3 separate regions of the Mus musculus genome follow, and regions 1 and 3 are each linked to region 2. Evidence: chromatin contacts called from public Micro-C data. All regions are on one chromosome and are shown on one strand. Each heading gives the region's core, a stretch centred on a gene start, on an enhancer-like site or on the middle of the called end of the contact. The rest is flanking DNA. Distances are from core to core; before and after follow the strand shown.

What was found. A called contact is a pair of places that touch in the nucleus more often than the background predicts.
Region 1: a contact with region 2 is called in a Micro-C map of embryonic stem cells, with 2.7 times the contacts expected there. The contact joins the promoter of Gata2 here to the promoter of Plxna1 in region 2. A contact is called at or near these places in 1 of 484 Hi-C or Micro-C datasets (embryonic stem cells) and 1 of 115 datasets of contacts at active chromatin or transcription factors (pancreatic cancer cells).
Region 3: a contact with region 2 is called in a Micro-C map of embryonic stem cells, with 5 times the contacts expected there. The contact joins the promoter of Klf15 here to the promoter of Plxna1 in region 2. A contact is called at or near these places in 1 of 39 promoter capture datasets (stem cell-derived epiblast-like cells), 1 of 484 Hi-C or Micro-C datasets (embryonic stem cells), 1 of 115 datasets of contacts at active chromatin or transcription factors (astrocytes) and 1 of 9 other capture datasets (embryonic stem cells).

Annotation. Positions count from the first base shown.
Region 1 is chr6:88,195,633-88,199,943 of GRCm38.p6, reverse strand. Gata2 (GATA binding protein 2) reads right to left here and starts at 1,280. Exons shown (of 6, transcript NM_008090.5): 1 at 1,063-1,280; 2 at 155-427. The coding sequence starts at 383. It overlaps Gm38708 (a long non-coding RNA gene), which reads left to right and starts at 2,561. Exons shown (of 4, transcript XR_001785312.2): 1 at 2,561-3,326.
Region 2 is chr6:89,360,848-89,364,999 of GRCm38.p6, reverse strand. It overlaps Plxna1 (plexin A1), which reads left to right and starts at 2,387. Exons shown (of 32, transcript NM_008881.2): 1 at 2,387-2,593. Gm40415 reads right to left here and starts at 3,645. Exons shown (of 2, transcript XM_017321867.2): 1 at 3,602-3,645; 2 at 2,409-3,415. The coding sequence starts at 3,256. The coding sequence ends at 2,822.
Region 3 is chr6:90,460,529-90,464,799 of GRCm38.p6, reverse strand. It overlaps Klf15 (Kruppel-like factor 15), which reads right to left and starts at 2,224. Exons shown (of 3, transcript NM_023184.4): 1 at 2,075-2,224.

The sequences.
Region 1 (4,311 bases), core at 31-2,530, 1.2 Mb after region 2:
CCTAAGAAGTCCCTGCCTCCATCTTCTTAGGCCCGATTTCGCAGCTGCTCAGATTCCTGTGGATCCCACATCCGGGAAGCAGCAACAGGCCGTCCCCCCTCCAAGGCCTGGCCCGGGCGCCAGGCTTCCAGAAACCTCGGGGGCCAAAGCTCACCATGCGCCGGGCTGTAGGAAACGCGCGCGCGCGCGTGGGCCGGGTTGGCGTAGTAAGGGTTGCCCTGCGAGTCGAGATGGTTGAAGAAGACATCCACCTCGTCGGGAGGCAGCAGCTGTGCTGGCTCCATGTAGTTATGCGCCAGGCCCGGATGGTGCGAGTCGGGGTGCTGCGCATTCAATACGGCGGGGTGCGCCATCCAGCGAGGCTGCTCAGGCGCCACCTCCATGGTCCACTACTGTGTCTTGGGAACCAGGCGAAGGTGGGGCGGCCCTGGATAACAGAGGGAATGTGAAGGACACTGCCGCCTTCTGACACCCCCATTCCCAAAGTCTGTGTCTTGAGAGCAAAGACGTTCCATCGGAGCTTCACTGAGGACCAGTCCCGGGTGGAAGGAAAGCGCAAGGTTTAAAACGAAAGGAAGGTGAAGGAAGGGGTTCAGCCTCATACACTTGCAGGGAAACTCGCGTTCCCACAGACGCAACTCCACATACACGAGGTCACACACACGGATAGGTCCTGACATCGGTGACCCCCCCAAAACGCACGCGGAACTGAAATCAGGTTCTCACACCGTGCCCCTGTCCTCTGGGCACACAAACACATAAACTCTGACTAAAAGTTAGAGACAGTTGCCTAGACATCCACTCTGGGGCACACGCTCTCCCACGCCCCCGTAACACTTTGACAATATATACACAAACTAACCCCCAACACCCCGGGCCACCCCAAAAAACGCACCCGCAGTTCCTGGGGCTGCGAGCCGGTCCCCAATGCACTCTCTAGCAGTCAGCCAACCTCTCCCCAAAGCATAAGAACGTAATCGCCCACAGGAGATCCTGGTCTGAGCTCCACAGAGATCCCTCCAACCTAGGAATGTCCACAAGCCCCCTGAACCTCAAACTTACACTCGCAGCGGCGCGGGAAGGGGAGGGCTCAGCAGTAGAGAGTAAGAGACACCAGGAGAGCCCGGGTACGGCGGGCCCAGCGACAGCGCGTTCCAGGGCCGGCGGATTCACGGGATAGGGGTGGGGGACAGCGCGCGTCTCGGCCTCCGGCCCGCCCGGCTCCGGCCCCTCTGCATCCTCCGGCCGCCCTGGCGCCAGCTGCCGACTCCTGCACAGACGTGAAGCGGGGGCCGCGCACGCCTATGAAGCCGGCGCCAGCCAATCAGCGCCGCGCGCCGCCCAGCCTCCGCCCCCCCATTGGCTGCTCCCGCCGCTTTGGCCGCTGGACTTCGGGAATGACCCGCAAGCTGGCCTCCTAGGCTGCCTGGCCCCCTACCAGCGCCCTCTCTGCGGCCTCTGATGCCAACGCCCCCCCCCCCCAGGGGACCTTCGCCGTGGGCAGACCCTGCACCCCTCCGGCAGACGCTCAGGTCTTCCAACCTCTGCCCTCCCAGCAACTAGGCACGAATAGGGTCCCTGACTTCCCAGGAGCCGAGACGTGCACCTTCTGGGTATCTCTCTGCTGGGACCACAGCTTTCTACTCTCGGGCGGAGCCCCACCTCCACTGCTACGGACGACGGCCAGCCCAAATCCAACTGACTCCCCAAACTCTCTGTCCTTCTATCAGGGATAGCTGTGCAAGAGGCTGGTAGGATCCGCTGGACAACATGAGTCTAGGGATTGTGGACTTCTCTAGGGCACCCGAACTTTGAGCACTAAGACACTTGAGGCTGTGCTAGACCAATAATGGTCGCGGTCAAGCCAGTGGCCCAGGGAGGGGGAAGGGCTCCGGGCGGGGCCTTAGTAGACCACCAGGCTGAACTGCCTGGGGCGAGGCCGTGGAGCGGGAAACTGGCGCCAGAGTCGGCTGAAGGGAGACTCCCGGGGTATTAACCATATATATTTTTTCTTTCTAAGGGTCCCCGAGACGGTCTTTAGGGAGAGGGAAGCAATGTTGTGAGCACTTTTTCCCCAAAGTCACCTGGAGTTTTTCTCCACAACACCTCCATTCTGGAGAGACAAGTGAGTTCAGTGGCGAGTATACAAACCTAGCTCCCTCCCTGGCTATAGATGGGAGACCTAAACTCCAAGAGTCCAGAAAGAAGCTTGTGAGTCCAAGACTTTTAGGGGAATCTAGACAGGTGCGATGGATTGGCCAAGCTTGGAGCCCTCCACATAGCTCCTCTATCTTTGCAGGGACCGAAACCCCTAAAGAATAATTCCAGAGGAGTCCCAGGTTGGTCCCGAGCTGGGGAAAGGCTGGGGTCCCCGCCGCCCCCAAGGATGGGGGAGGGGCGGCAGGATTGACAGTCCGTAATTGGGTAACTGGAGGCGGCTTCTCCGGCCCGGCGGCCCCGCCACCGCGACGCCGGGCCCCTGACGTCACCCGATTCGCCAGGAAATGAACTTTTTAATAATCCAAGGAGGGTGGAAAGCCCTCGGTCCCCTCGGCTCGGGGGGCGCCCAGCCAGGAGGGCTCAGCTTCTCGGGCGCGCCCCCGTCACCCCCTCCCAGGTCCTCTGCGGACAGCGCTGAGGGGGCGCGCGCACGGCAGGGCCTCCTCTGGCCTCTGCGGCTGGCGTCCATCTGTCTGTCCGAGGCCCTGGAACAGGTAAAGGCCTGGGGCCCGGGGTGCAGAACTCCACTGGACCGGAAACCCGCGCCTCTTGCTCCCTGGCGCGGGGGGGGGGGGGTCCTGCTGTCCGCTGTATTCCCCGCGCCTCTGTGCTCCAGAGCCATCAGGGGCCCAGGAGGCTCGGGAGTCCGCGCCCAGCCGAGGCGGGAGGTCTAGCAAGAGGGATCCAGGGGCTAGAGGGGCGCGAGACCGCAGTGCCTCGGGGTCGGCTGGGCAGGTGGGTGGTCTCAGTGCCAGCCAGATTCGCGCTCCCACTGCGCGGTTCACTTAGGACCCGCTTTCGGGAAGGCTTTCTCGGCTTCTCCCAGCCTTTAGCCCATGATTCTCCATTAACGAGCAAGGCGAAATCGTCGTGGAGTTTCCAGATTGTTCTATGTCCCTGGAACCTAGCAGGAGATTCTAAAGGCCTCTCAAAGCCGGCGATAACCCCATTTTCGACAACGGTACCCCATGCGGCCGAATTCCATGGCCCTGCAGAGTTCTAGGAGGAGAACGCGGTGCGCAGAGGAAACTGCCCTGACCGAGTCGGCGCGGCGGCTGTCAAGGCGGGGGTCTCCGAGCAGATACCCTCCCCCTCGCCCGGAGCAGGTAATTTCCCTCTTTTCTCCCAAAGTCGCAATTAAAATTATCTCCCTGTTTGAACGAGATGGGGGTTGTCTTTTCCATGCCACATTGCGGACCGGGCAGCGTCCTGCCTGTCATAGAGGTGAAAATGGCCAAGCTTGGTGGGTTCCCACTCGAAACGAGAGCCCGGGGTTTCTCACGGTGCTGGCGCAGAGCGGAGTACAGAGGGGGATTTAATTACTCCGTTCGGCAGCTCAGAAAATCGCCATGCAACAAGGGCTTAACCGGGTGGTTAAGCTATGCTTGAGCCTGGGCCTCAGGAGACCCGCAACAGCCTAGCCTGCCCACAGACTGGGCATGGGAGAGGAGGAGGGTGGTCCTGCCAGGTCCTTTGAGGACCCAAGGTTGCCTTCTGGAAACTGCAAGCAACCAGCCAGCTGGGCCGAGCCCCTGCTGAGGTTGGAGTCCCTGCGTCTGATGCGGGTCTGCTGGGTTTTCCAGCAGGAACTAACCCGTCTGAAAGGGAAAATTGCAGGCTAGGATAGCAGAGCACTGAGTTGGCGAATAGAGGGGAGCCTGTGCTGATGCTGATGAACGTGTGTGAATCAGGTAGATCCACAAAGCCAAGAAGCCACTACTAGGCCAAAAATGAACCACCACTAAAAAGTCCAAACAAACAACAGGGAGGTCCGAGTCAGTTCCCAAGATGGCTTAGATTCGATTTTCCCCAACCCCACCGCCCCCCCCCAACGAAAGCAGATTTATTTCAACTTACAAACGCCCACTCTGAGGTTCCTAAGATACCTTCAGGTGGACACTTGCCTTTTAAATGTTTTGTTGTTGTTGTTGTTGTTGTTCATTTTGGAGCATACCCAGAGCTCTTCTCTGAACTAAATTGTCCTTTTCCTTCCACGGAGACCAGAGGGAGCTTGGCTCCCAAACGAAAATTTCTAACCACCATTTGTGCCTGTCTGTGTGTGTGTGAGAGAGAGAGAACTGGAAGTGTTTA
Region 2 (4,152 bases), core at 1,138-3,637:
AAAGGCCCACAACCTCCAGCTAGGAGGTGGCAGGAGGGAAGAGGGTGAAATGGGCTAGGAGGCTCTGATGAGGGAACAGGGGGAAGACTGAAATGGCCTGAGGCTTGAACCTGGGTCTGGGAGAAGTGGGTCCTCCAGCATGCCTGGGTTCTCCCTATGCCTTCCTCCTTATCCCTTACCCCTAATACGGGGCTGTCAGAGGGGAGGAAGAGCCAGCTGAGCCCATTTGTAGGAGGGTCTGTCACAGGTGCAGAAATGGCCCTGAAACTGTTCGCTGCTGGAGCATGTGAAGGGAGGGGCCTTAAGAACCTTATTAGGCCCCCTTGACCAGAACCTTGCTCCTGGGACTACTCCTCTCCTTTCCAGTTCCTGCAGGGAAGTGACCCCCAAGGGGGAAACGCAGAGGGAGGAGCCCTGGCAGCAGCAGTCACAGCAGCTGTGCTGACTCACTTCCTTTCTCTGCAATGTGGTCAAGCCAAAGCTGCAGGCCCAGGTTCAATTCCAGCTCTTCTATGGTCACAGGCTTTCTTCTTCTGCTGCTTCTCGGGACTCAATAAGACCACATAAAAAAGAGCTGAGACATCAGTGGAGGCACAGTGCAGCTGAGAGGGATCAGTGGAACTACTAACTGATCCAAAGCAATAGCCCCTAGCTGGATTTCCTCCAGAAAAAGGTTTTCGGAGGTCACCTATCCCCTCCTGTGGGATGGTAGCCGTGTTTGTGTAGATTCTTTGGCGTTCTTCATGTATTCTGGATACCTATCCGCTGTGTGTGGGTCACAAAACAGGAAGAGCCTTGAGCACCTGCCTAGCTGTACTTCAGAAGACAGGTTGGCAAAGGCAGGTGTGAGCAGAGGCAGTCAGCCTCTGAAGCTAAGGAGCAGAGGCAACTCAGGGAACAGCTGGACAGGCACAACCCCAGTCTGCCTGTAACCTCCCCAAAGCGTTGCAAGTGGATTACCAAATCTGTGAGGCAGGTAAGGCTGTGGACTGGAAAGCAGAGCCAACTATTGGAAGCAGACAGGTGTGCAACTAGGAAGCCCACAGTTTGAACTGCACCTCTGGGCCAGACTCCAGGCTCTGCCACCAACCAGCGAGGGAGCTTGGGCAGGTCACAGGGCCTGCGCAGTCTGTCTACCCGGTTTGTACAGCACAGCAGAGATTTGTACATTCAGTATGTAGTGCCTGTGGAGTCCGACGGTAAGTGTAACTGTGGAAGAAGGGTCTCACCGCCATTCAGAAGCAAAAAGAACCAGCACCAACTTTCAGCCTGGCAAAATCAAACCATTACCTTTCCCACTGTTGCTGACACTTCTCCATCACGTGGAGGGGTGGGGTTTCACTTGGGGGAAAACCAAGTTTGCATCGTCTGTTGAAGCTAAAGACCAAGGTCTAGAGCAGGGGGCTCCAGTCCAGTAGCAGAAGAGAGGGTTAACTATCCAGAATAGCCTGTGCCACACAGTGAGAGCAAAGACTGACCACAGGACCCTGCATTCCTATCAGAGAGGAAGGCGGGACACCATTTCTATAGCATCCTCAAACAAGCTACACAAAAGAATATGTCATTCAGGGAGACAAAATGTAAACGGTCACACCCAAAGAAAAACCAGGCAAGGATGAGCACAGGGAAAGAGGGTGATGACTGCTTGGGAGACGAGTACGGACAATGGTCCTTACCGAATGAGCTGCACTGGGTCCCCCAGGCTGTGCCCAGTCAGCCTTCGCCCCTCCCACGACCACCTTTTCTGACTGCTCTGTTCTGTTCTGCGCACAGCTGCCTGCTTTGGTCTGGATGCCTTGCACTGGGTGACCTTATTGAGAAAGGTTCTCTACCCGACCGAGACCTGGCGCAATCCAGCTCTGCAGGCCAGCCCCGCGCCCGCGATCGACCCGGCGAGGTCTCTATCCTGCTGGGGTAGTTCTAACACGCCCCGCTGCAGGACCGCGTACCGGACAGGACAGTCGTCCTCTGAGCTTAGGCATCCCGGCACGCGCCACCTCCTGGGGCCTGCGGGGTGCAGTGCCGGTCCCACCTAAGCGATCGTTGCGCAGGCAGAGATGAGCAATAGGACCAGGGCAAGTGCTTCCTCCGGACTCAGTTTACCCTTCCGTGCACGAAAGCTGTACTTCCAGCCTGTGCTCCTTAAAGAGTGCATCGACTCCTGGGACCACCCGGACCACCTCACCCACCCCCACCCCAGTCCAGAGTTTTAAGGCTGAGGTGGCCATCGCCCTTTGAAGGCAAGCGGTGGGGCCCGCCGCGCGCGCTCTCGCCGCGGGGCCGAGCGCCCCCTGCAGGCCATCGCGGGTCCCGCCCCGCCCCCGCCCCCGCCCCCGGCCCCGCCCCCCGGCTTCGGCCGGCGCATGCGCGCGGCACGGCGCTCCGCGGGGCGGCGAGAGCGAGGCCGGTCCGCAGCCGCGCGGAGCTCAGCGCCCCATTCATGCTGGGCAGCGGCGACGCAGCCACGCAGCGGAGCGGAGCCCGGGCGCGGCGGCCTCGGCCTGGGCGGCCTGCGCGGCGTGGGCGGCCCCGCAGAGGGGCGAGCGGCGGGGCGCAACGATGGCCAGCGGCGGGACGCGCCCGGGGTTGGCGGGTGAGTCGGGGCGCAACTTTCCCCGCGGGCGGCGGGAGGCTCGTCGCGGCCCGGGGTCCCGAGTGGCCGGGGGGCGCTGGCGGCGGCCAGGGGGGTGTGCGCGGGGACTGCGGCGCGCGTGTCCGCGGCTGGCGTGTCCTGCGGTTCCGGCCGGGCGCCCGCGTGTGTCCGGGCGCGGTCTCCGCTATGGGCTGCCGCGTCCCGGCGGGTCGCAGCACGTCCGGGGCCCTACGATCCGGGGGGGCGCAATGTCTGTGGCCGCAGTCGCGGTCCCTTCCTCCAGGCAGGAGAGAAAGTTTGCAGTGGCCCCGCGGGAAGGGCCCTGCGGGTGCCCATGTCGGCCCGTGTTGCGCCGGGTCGGACCGGGCCGCGGGTGGGGACGTGGGCCGCAGGCGAGCGCCGCGCTGGGCAGGCCCGGGCAGGGCCGCGGGATTCGGGGCAGGTCCCTGGCTGCGCCTCGGGCCGGCCTGAGGCAGTGGGGTGGAAGTTGCAAGGCTTCGTGGGGACCCCCGCCCCCTCCGGCTCCGGCGCGCGAGTGGGCGCCGCAGCCAGCCCAGGCCCGCAGGCCCTCCACCCGGCTGCAAGGGGCGGTGCGGTGCCACCGGAGAGGACGCCGGCTCGGGCCTCCTCGGCCTCCCCCTGCGCAGGGCCTCCACGGGTCATTCCTTCCCCGGAGGATTCCCCTCTTGCTTCCTGGACGGTCCCAGGCCTGGTGTACGGCGAGGACGGCGGCGGTGATGGGCTGACTCTGGCTGCTGTAGGGAAGGGCGAGTGTAGATTCCTGGGAGGCCCCCTCTGCCTGCAGAGATCCCAGGTGCTGCCCTGGAAGGATACAAGAGGGCTTCAGAGAGGCTACTAGGTGGCCGGAGCCCTCTCAGTCTCATCGGTGGGGTGCTGGGGCCACGCCCCTTGAAAGAAAGGGGTGTGTTGGGGGGGGATGGGAACGAACTGAGCCTCTGCCCCTCTGCCAGGCTCCTACCTCTGGCTCTGGCTCCTGGTGCTACCTACCTCTTCCAGCAGGTGCTGCGGGTCTTCAGTCCCATCAGGGTGGTGCTATCCTGTGCTTCTCCAGCCCTCCTAGAGCACCCCCAGTTTTCCAGCTCCATTGCTTGTTGGGGGTGAGCAGGAGGAGGTAGTGCTGCATTAGGCTGGCCAAGAGTCTGCTGGGTCGGGGAAGCACTCAGCCAGTGCCCTAGGCAGAGGTGCAAAACAGGGACTCTGCTTCAGGGCTAGGCTGTCAGGCAGAGGGGAGGTGGCAGCTTGGAGCCCACCGAAGGTGTCTAAAGGCACAGAGGACAGCATGGGTGGAGGCTTGGGGTGTGTGGTCAGTGTTGGCTGAGGAATGTGTTCTTGGGTTTGGAACCAGACAAGATGTGGTGGACAAAGCCACATCTCTTGGAGCACCTGGACCGGGAGTGTGGGACCCCAGGGGAGACTAGAAGCTTGCACCCTTTCTGGAGAGCACGACTCCAGGGCCTCCATGTAGAGAGTAGACCGTTGGAGACCAACTCCTATGACCTCCCACAGGGTGGGGCAGGGTGACAAGGCAGGGAGATCCT
Region 3 (4,271 bases), core at 975-3,474, 1.1 Mb before region 2:
AAATGGCATAACTTCTCTGTGTACACATCTGGGTACTGCTGGTACCATCTGGCTCCTAGTCACTGCACACTCAGTGAACTCATGTATACTGAGCACTTACTAATGTCTGAACGGTCACACAAATGCAGGGAACATGGTGTCCCAGGACCCAGAAAAGGACCACCTAAGATCTCCTGCAATGAGATGTGACTGGAGACGGACACACTACAACACTGAGCGATCAGTCGATCGGTCACACGCTTTCAAAGGAGATTGTGGTATCGATTTTTGAACCGATAGAAACGGAGGTCTGATATGAAAGTGAGCAGCAATTTGGGTGGGCATAGTGACTCATGCCTATAATCATGGCACTCAGGAGGCTGAGGCCAGAGAATCATAAATTCAAAGGCAACCACGTGGGATCCCACTGAAACACAGAAGGAGGGAGAGGGAGAACAGGTAAGAAAGTAGGGTGACAAAATAGAATTACATCGGAAGGAGCCCCTCCCCCCAAAATGTTTCAGATTCTTCCAGGACTCAGAGTACTAGGGCCCTGCCCGCGCCCAAACTGCCCCTCTAACTGTTCCAGGCCTGGATCACCCTACTGAGCCCTGGCTTTGGCGCCAATGGCCCCCTTTGTGGAAGTCCTGGCTCTCTTAGCATTCCAGATGGGAGCTCATTATTTAAATCTCAACTCAGAAGCCACTCCCACCTTGGACAAGCCACCAGGATTATATTCTTCACGGTCAGGTATCACTGTGAAAACTGTCTTGTATGCTCAAGCCCCACCAGAATACAAGCAGTCTTGACTGTTCACTACAGGGCTAGATCTAGAGTCAAAACCAGACCTAGCCTTTGCTGAATGTTTCCAGAATCCAGGAGTAAATGCAGGAGTGGAGTGGCCCTAACCGGTTATAACACAGGATCTTAAAACAGTGCTGAGCAACCCTGGGGACACTGAAGTACTGAAGGCCCAGGGGATCCAGGACTTCCTGGACCCAGGACTTGAAAGCCCAAGTGCCAGCGATCAAGCCGGTCCCAGAAAAACAGCAGCACGTGGCGTAGCCAGAGGCGCAGGCTGCGTGCAGGGGGAGGGGGCACCCTGTTCTGGGCACGGTCCCCGGCAGGCCGCTGGACTCCGCCCCCTCTCTTAGCCGGCCAGGCCTGCTGTTTATCCTCCCGGGGACACAGCGGCTGTAGGAACAACATGTAATTGATAACAAGCCGAGAGCCGGCCAAGGGCTAGCCATTGGGTCAGCGTGCAAATCACGGGGGTGGCGAATGGGGGCCGGTCTTCAAAATAAGAGTCTTCTCCCTGAGGAGTCCGAAGGCCCCAAAGTTACTGCCATTCTCGCACCTGTAGGGCGGCGGGGACTCCCCATGGTCGGGGGCAATATCTGAAGGACTCAGTCAAACATTTGAGATTTCACCTTCCCATACCGTGGTAGCAAACCTCCCCTGTGCCCTCCAGGGGAGAATGTTTCCAAGAGGGATGACCTGCCCCCTGCGGCTGCTACCCTCAGCGGTCCCTCCGGTAATGTTTGTTCAGAGGGGCCTGAGGACTCTGCGTGGGGATACGGAACATAAGCGCACGCTGCGGGTACGCGCAAATGGGTGTGAGTTTGTGTCGTGTGATTGCGTGTGCTGGGCGCAGTGCAGCCGTGCGGGTGTCCGCCAGGTGCCCGCGCGTGGGTGCCCACCCGTGGGTGTGAAGTACGTGGGAAGGAGGTGGCTCGGACTCTGGCGCACAGCTTCGGAGAGTACCTTACCCTCCGCCCAGTGACCCCCTTCGCGTCCCCTCTTAGGCCACCGCAACAGTGACCGACAGTAACCTCTCCGCCCCTTGGTCTCCAGGCCCCGCCATATGGGAGCGCAGGTCCAGGAGTGCCACGGACGCGCGTGGGCTCCGCGGGCAGAAGCTGCGCACACCGGATTTGCCCTTTGCAGGCCCGGCGCGCTCACGGGGGTCCCCGCATTTCCGGGGTCCCCTCATTTCCCGGGCCTCCGCGCGTGGTTCCTACAGCGCGCGCCAGGGGACGGCCCGTGATCCCCAAGGGAGGACCCACGCGGCCGCGGTACATCGCGCGTCTCCCACCTGGACTCCGCGTCGCCTGGCGCGGCCTCGCGCGTGCGGCCCGGCTCCGTATGCGGCCGCGCGTCCAGCGCTCCTGGCCGCAGCCCGCACTCCCTGCGGCCGAGCTGGGCGCTCGCCGCTCGCCGCTCTCCCCGCTCTCCGGCCGCTCACGTGACGCCGCGGGCGCCGCGAAGGCTCGCAGGAGGCTCGGCCTCGGGCGCGCGCCCCATTGGCTAGCGCCGCGCGTCACGCGCCCCCGCCCCGCCTCGGCCGCACCCTCCCGCTGCCCACGCGCTCTCCGGTCTCTTCGTGGATCTGCACTGGGTCCTCCGATGCGCACGTGAGACGGGTTCTAGAATCCACTGAAAGCCCGCAGAGTCCCGAAGTGCAGACCACGTGGGACCTCGGGAGCGGAATCGTCCCTGCAACCCCCTCCGCATTCCTAACAAGGCCCGATCTAGTAGGGACCGTGTCTAAAGGGACCAATTGTAAAAATACATCTGGTCTTTCCTCCAGCGGTCATGGTTACTCACGGGAATGGACGCTCACTGCGCTACCCTAGACTTCTGCGACTGACAAACTGCGGAGGTTTGCTGACCACCACCAGTGGCGGCACCTCCCCAAAGACTGCAGGGTGCTTCTGATCTGCAGAGGGAGTTCCAGATTGCAGTCCCAAGCCATCATAGACAGCTTTTGCACCGGTTTAATGAGGAAAGTGAAGCCCAAGAAAACACGTGAGCAGAGAGTGCTGGGTACCCTGCTGTGCACTTTAGCCTACACTGCCTGGCTTCAAACCCGGGCGGCGTGAAAAAACCCGCTGAGAGCGAGCGTGGGCCTTCTTAGCCAAGCAGATAGAGGGCCAGGCACAGCCAGGTCTGTCTTGTCTTTCCCCTGCTTCTTAATACCCAGGACATTTGGACAGACCTTCCTTCCTGGCGCTTCCTACCTGACACTGCGAGGTGGCCAGCCTTTCCCCTTGCTTCTCCAAGCCGTCCCTGTTGGGGCCAGGATTTTTAGCCAGATCCCTTAAATAAGGATCTGAGGATTCTCCAGGTGAGTGCCCATGATCCAGCAGTTAAACTGAGTCTTAGCCAGAGCACGGAAGGAGTCTGTGCTTAGCACAAGATGGTCATCAACGTTCTGATTGATCATAGGCCCAGTCTGAGTCTTCCCCAGTATTCTACAGCCAGTGAATAGCTAGCCAGGGCTAGCACGCAGAGCAGGTGGGGTTGGCTAGTCCATAAAGTTGATTGATCCTATCTTGTCAAGGGAGGGCAGGGTCAGGCTGGGCCAGCACACTTCTCCATAGCCCTGCCTACCCTGGGCTCTGCATTCCTCACACTCTGTCTGTCCAATGTCTCCCACCCCCAGGGAGAAGTGCAGTCAAAGATCAGAAGCTTGAAAGCAACAGTGTAGCTGAGCGGCCTCAGTCCACAGGGAAGATGCCCCAGCTGTCTAGAAGCCATGGCCAACCTAGGACATTCTGCCTAAACCTGAGTCACATTAGGCATCCTTGCTTCAGAACCTTCCCAGGGCTCCCAGCTCACTCACAGGAAGTATATATAACCCCATTCTCTCAGCCTTCCTCAGTCTCTTTTGGGTCCCTTTGTTCCATGACCTCTCTTTCTCAGGTTAACCTGCCAGGCGCAAGCTCAGGACCTTTGTACATGCTGTTTGTCTGAGTATGATTCCCTTCCCAACATTCCCATGGCTCCCTCCTTCACTCAAGTGGCATCTTCAAGGGAGCCTGCATTTGCCCCCTGCTCCCTGCTGCATCCCCCACCCCCCATTTTCCTATCCAGTTTAACAGTTCTGGAGACTTACTATTTTCTAATGTATTAGAAGTTTTTATTTTATTCTGTAAACTCTTGTCTCCTACGGAGAATGTAAGTGGCATAGCAGAAATTTCTATGTGTTCCCAGCCCAGGACTAGAATTTGCATCCCCAGCATCATGTAAAGGTCAGGTAGGTCTTGAAGCTGTCTGTAATTTTAGGACACAGAGGGCAGAGGAGGCAGGATTCCTAGAGCAAGCTGCCCGCTGGACCAGCTGAAATCTGTGAGCTCTGGGTTTGGCAAGAGACCCTGCCTTGATGAATTTAGTGGAGAGAGGTGGGAAGAGTCACCAAATCTTAGCTTCAGGCTTCCACATGCATATATCCACATATGATGTGTGCCCACATATACAAACATGCATGCTCACACCACACACAGAGAAAA